Regions from separate parts of the Callithrix jacchus genome. Here region 2 is linked to region 1. A link is a contact called in public Hi-C data. All regions are on one chromosome and are shown on one strand. The core of a region is the stretch at or near the end of the contact, and the rest is flanking DNA. Distances in the headings are between cores, read along the strand shown. Region 1 holds the start of GOT1 (glutamic-oxaloacetic transaminase 1). Region 2 holds the start of COX15 (cytochrome c oxidase assembly factor COX15).

The links. Hi-C and Micro-C count contacts between places; a contact is called where the count stands out from the background.
Region 2: a contact with region 1 is called in a Hi-C map of skeletal muscle, with 3 times the contacts expected there. The contact joins the promoter of COX15 here to the promoter of GOT1 in region 1. A contact is called at or near these places in 2 of 3 Hi-C or Micro-C datasets (both in skeletal muscle).

Annotation. Positions count from the first base shown.
Region 1 is chr12:92,384,981-92,387,593 of calJac240_pri, reverse strand. It overlaps GOT1 (glutamic-oxaloacetic transaminase 1), which reads left to right and starts at 1,310. Exons shown (of 9, transcript XM_002756511.6): 1 at 1,310-1,486. The coding sequence starts at 1,369. It overlaps LOC128929323, which reads right to left and starts at 1,244. Exons shown (of 4, transcript XM_078346860.1): 1 at 1,201-1,244; 2 at 689-1,056. The coding sequence starts at 1,244.
Region 2 is chr12:92,678,570-92,681,182 of calJac240_pri, reverse strand. It overlaps COX15 (cytochrome c oxidase assembly factor COX15), which reads left to right and starts at 1,323. Exons shown (of 9, transcript XM_054243235.2): 1 at 1,323-1,490. The coding sequence starts at 1,401. CUTC (cutC copper transporter) reads right to left here and starts at 1,214. Exons shown (of 8, transcript XR_001914959.4): 1 at 1,039-1,214.

The sequences.
Region 1 (2,613 bases), core at 61-2,560:
CATGCACCCCTGAACCTAAAAGTTAAAAAAAAAAATAGTTCGCTATCTATGAAGGATGTGGCAGATATGCAATGACAACAATAGCTGACATTTAGAGAGTGCTTCTAATATGCAACTAACCACTTCGTCTATGTATTAACTCACAAAATCCTCACAACAACCCTGAGGACATACTGTTACTTCCACAGAGCAGGAACCTCCAGGGAGAGGTTAACATAACGTGACTAAACCTGTCCAAGTTCGTAAGCGGCAGCCAGAATCTAAACCTAGATAGTCTGCTCCTGGAGCTAGGTTCTTAACCACAAAGACATTTTCTAACATTGTTAAAATACAGAAGCACAGAAAAGAGACATTTTGACCAGAATAAGGGTTAAGGGAAGGCTTCATGGATGAAGTGGCATTCGCTCTGGATCTTGAAGGTCAACAGATGGAGAAGGGTTCTGGGGAGGAAGGACTCTAACGGGGAAGGAACCGCCTGACGAAGAGGCACTTTGGGTACCAGCCAGCTGCCCACAGCAAGATCTGGTCCGCTGCGAGCAGGAAGAAGCTGGGAAGGGACGCAGCGCCCAGATCCCAAAGGTCCTTAAGCACCAGGCCTCTCTGCAAGGAACCGGGAAGGAAAATCTCAAACTATTAATAGAAGAGCGGCAGAAAGGAACTCGTGGGCACCCCTCCCTGTTGGTAGGACCTTCCCTGCCAGAGACCAAGGCTGGCAGCACAGCCACATTTCCCTCCGGGGGAAACAGCCGACCAAGGTGGTCAAGGTCGCCAGCGCGGGCTCCGGAGCTGCACGTCCCGGCCGAACACTCGCGTCCCGAGCACAGACGCTGGGGATTTGGCTGCCAGCCCGGGGCCGCCAGGTCGAGCCTGGCAGCGTCAACTGCTCGGCAGGAACACGAAGACCTGTCCTCGGGAACCGCCTCCGGCCACCTCCCTGAATCCTCCGGACCCTCGAAGGTCAAAGAGGCGGCCTCTCTGGGACTACCCCGGCTCGTTCGGCTCCTCCCCTCAGTCGGCAGACCCAAGGAATAATAGCCTCTGCGATAGGAGAACACCCTGCCAATCAATCGTAGTCCCCGCCCACGCCGCAGCCGGTGTAAATTGCATTGGTTGCATCCTTCACGGCCGCCGATAAGATTATTTCCTTGGATTGGCTAATAGCTTTCCCTCCCTCCTGTCTTTTCTTCGTCAGAAGCTGACGATTGGTTAATCGCGTTGCCAAGCTCTGGACGCGGCTCGACCATTGGAGGCCGCGGGCCCGCCCCCGCCGGCTAGGTGAAGGTGAGAGTCTCCTCCAGTCGCAGAGGCCAGACCTGACCTGGCAGCTTTGGGTGCGCGGTGAAACCTCTCGATTTCTGCTCTCTCGATATGGCGTCTCCATCAGTCTTTGCCGAGGTTCCGCAGGCCCAGCCTGTCCTGGTCTTCAAGCTCACTGCCGACTTCCGGGAGGATCCGGACCCCCGCAAGGTCAACCTGGGAGTGGGAGGTAAGGACGCAGTGCCCTGGAGTGTGAGGAGCTCGGGAAGTGGAGCGGACCCTACGAGGGTCGTGGAGACTGGGGGAGAAGCTGAGGCCAGCGTGGCGCTGCCTAGAGAGGGCGGTGCAGGAGAGGAGGGAGGATCCACAAAGGCTTCCTAAAACCTACCCATTTTATAGATGTGGGTGTGGAGTCCCTGGAAAGAGGAGATGTGTCCAAGGCCGCACAAACCAGGGTAGCAGCCAAGACACAAACTCAGTCTTTCTGATTTCCCATTCTGTGTTCTTTATACTATATAAATGGGGCTGCCGGAGCTTGTAGAGAAAGGGAGAAAAATAAGAAGGCGGATAGGTTTAGGGTTCTGGTTGCTGGGAAAGGAAGTTCTGTTCTGGGTCGGTAAATATTTGAGTGACCACAGAGTATCAATCAGGTACCTTATTAAGCTTTGGTCGGAGGAGACTGAGGCTTGATTTTGCCCTTAAGGATTAAAAAATCTGCTGGTGTTACACAATGCTTTGAGACAGGTTAATGCTGCCCCCGGCGTGTGGGCGCGGGCGGGTCTGGGAAGATGGTTCTGGCCCTCACAGATGTGGTAGGAAAGGGTAGAGATGGTGGAAAGGAGTGGAGAGAAATACGGATAGTAGAAGCTTACTTTCCACACATCCTGTCTTCATTTCTTGATTGAAGTGATTCCCATCTGGACCTTGTACAGCTCAGAGCATGTGCCTCAGTTTCCCCTTCTGATAAGAATGAGATTTGTATTGGAGTGCCTCTTAAATTTCTTTCACCCCAACCCTCTCTGATGAATTTATTATTCCTCTCAGTGTCATTTGGATGTTTGAAGCCCCATAGACACTTTCTGCATTTGGATACTGCCACGTTCAAAGATCAGCCAGAGACATGAAAGATCAAGTCTTATGCTGGGGAACAGACTTAGAATAAAAGGTCTAGAAATTGTGGAAAGAGAAGATGGAATCATTTTGTAGCAGAGTGTGACATGAAGGACATTCAGTATCAGGTTTCTCATAGATAATGTTTTGTCAGTGCATAGCATTTGTTAAGAAAAAAGAAAAAGGTCTCCACTAAGGAGTATGGGGAAGGATAAGGAAAAATCTATTAAAAAGTGATGGTTTGTT
Region 2 (2,613 bases), core at 74-2,573, 290 kb before region 1:
TTGCCATTCTTTTGCTATTTTGTTGTTTAGGAACATTTCTTTTTCATAAAAAATGTTATGTCAACATGTAATGGGTTTACTATGGTTATTTTCTAATCAATCAATATTTTAAAATTTTATTTATTTTTTTGAGACGGAGTCTTGCTCTGTCATCCAGGCTGGAGTGCAGTGGTACGATCTCGGCTCTGCCTCCTGGGTTTAAGTGATTGTCCTGCCTCAGCCTCCCGAGTAGCTGGGATTACAGGCATGTGCTACCACACCCCGCTAATTTTTACACGTTTAGTAGAGACGGGTTTCACCATGTTGGCCAGGCTGGTCTCGAACTCCTGAGTTCAGGTGATACGCCCACCTTAGCCTCCTAAAGAAAAATTTGTTTTAATTTCTAATACAGTCAAAATCGATAGATGTAATCCATATAAAGAAAAGATCTGTGAGGATCTCGATAACTTTTAGGAAGGTAAAGGAGTACTGAGATAAAAGTTTGGAGGATCCAAGAGTTCACAGAGGAAGAGGAGGGACTTGCCAAATTCTCTGGCACCAAGGAAGAACTCGGGACTTGGAGCAGCCACAAGCTCGGCCACTTGGTAGCTGCGTGGTTTTGGGGATAAGCCCGGTCTCTGCCGTGGCAACTACAGGTAACTGCAGGTTAGGAACTGGGCTCCACGCTCGACAATTAACCATCCCAGCGGGGTACCGGCTGCTGGTGCCAGGTGAGGGGATGGATACTGGCATCCTCGAGTGGTGACAGAAAAAACATGAAGCTGAAGTTAACCAACTCGCACAAGGTCGCACGGCCGTTAAGTCGGGACCCTGGAACTCGAACCATGGCTTCACGGCTGAGCCATTCTCGCTACCTGCACCTCGTCACGCCCTCGGTTTTCACATCTTTAAAGCCTCAAAGATAGAAGGTGCCGCCCACGGGATTAGAAGGAGCTGAGGAAACGACTCCAGGGCAAATCACCACTGACCACCACTCCCGCCAGCCCGTCCCGGGGAGCCGAGTCGGCCGACCATCCCCTCCCCCGCCACCATCCGCACCGGCCTTCCCGGACGGTATCCGCGCCCGTTTCCGCTCAGAGGAGGCCCCCTGCCTCTTCATACTCCACGCGTTCCTCCTTCGTGCGCCTGCAGTTTGCACTAGGAGTTTGGGCTCCGGAGCGCAGGAGCAGAGAAGCGCGTCAACAGCTGCGCGCTACTCTGCGCGCGGCCCCGACGCCTACGCCCCAGCAGCCCCCGCGAAAGCCGAGTCGCGGAGCGCAGACGCAGTTACTGTTTGCCCCAGTCCCGGAGAAGGCAGGGCTCCCGCTATCCGACCCGGAAGTGCTTCTCTTATCCGTGGCGGAGAAAGGAGACGGTGGATCCCTGGGTTGCGGAAGAGGTGGCCGTGCACTGTCGTCAGTATGCAGCGATTGCTCTTTCCGCCCTTGAAAGCCTTGATGGGGAGGCAGTATCTGCGGCTCCTGGCTCGTAGGGCGGCGCCTCGAGCACAGGTACAGCACTGCAGCAGACTCCGAGTCGCGGGAGCGGGGATGGAGTGCAAGGGCCAGGATAAAGATAATGGAGAGCCCCCACATCACGTTTCCGGAGCTCCTTACAGTGTACTCACAACTCATTTCCTTGTGTTCAGAGCCCCTAGGTTCAGAACTGGACCATTGACCTGCTGTGTGGTATTGGCCAAGTGATTTAAACTTTGTTCTTCAATTTCCTTCTCTGTAAAATGGGGATAACAATACTACTTTAAGGTTTGTTATGGGGATTACATTCTTTAATATACATCAGACCTTTAGCACATGGTAAAAGCTGAGTAATTTTTACCCGTATAGTTTATTTTTGCTTAAAAAGTTCCAAGTAGTCAGGTGAGGAAGTATAACTGCATTCTATAGAGAAGGAAATTGAGGCCTAAAGTTAACTTTTCTAAAGGTGACCATTTAATCAGAACTAGGAAACCGAGCATGGATCTTTGGACTTGTAGGGGTATAGTCAGAAGAGGGCATGTATCTTGCTTAACTAGTAATTATTGAGTGGTTATTATTATATATTAGGTACTGGAAAAAGAAAGATAAATATTACAAGACTCCTGCCCTGGAGGAAGTCACCGTTTATTCAGTTATGAAATCCTTATCATGGTCTCATTATATAAACAAATGATGTTAGAAACAAAGTAGCAGGAGAGAGAAAGAGCAAGACTGACAAGACACTGCCATCCCAAAGCTCATAGTTTAGTGGGAGATACAGACAGATGTGCTGCAAAGTCATGTGCTGCATAATAACATTTTGATCAGCAACAGCCACAGATATAGTGGTTGTCCCATAAGATTATAATGGAGCTGCCCTTCCAAGTGTACCTTTTTTTAAAAAAAAATCTTTTTCTCTAAATTTCTTTTTTAGAGACATGGTTTTACTTTGTCACCCAGGCTGGAGTGCAGTGGCATGATCATAACTCACTGCAGCCTCCAACTTGGAACTTCTGGTCTCAAGCCATCCTGTTGCCTCAGTCTCTTAAATAGTTAAGACTACAAGTATGTGCCACTGTGCCTAATTTTTTTTTTTTTTTTGAGACAGAGTCTAACAGTGTCACCCAGGCTGGAGTGCAGTGGCACAATCTCGGCTCAC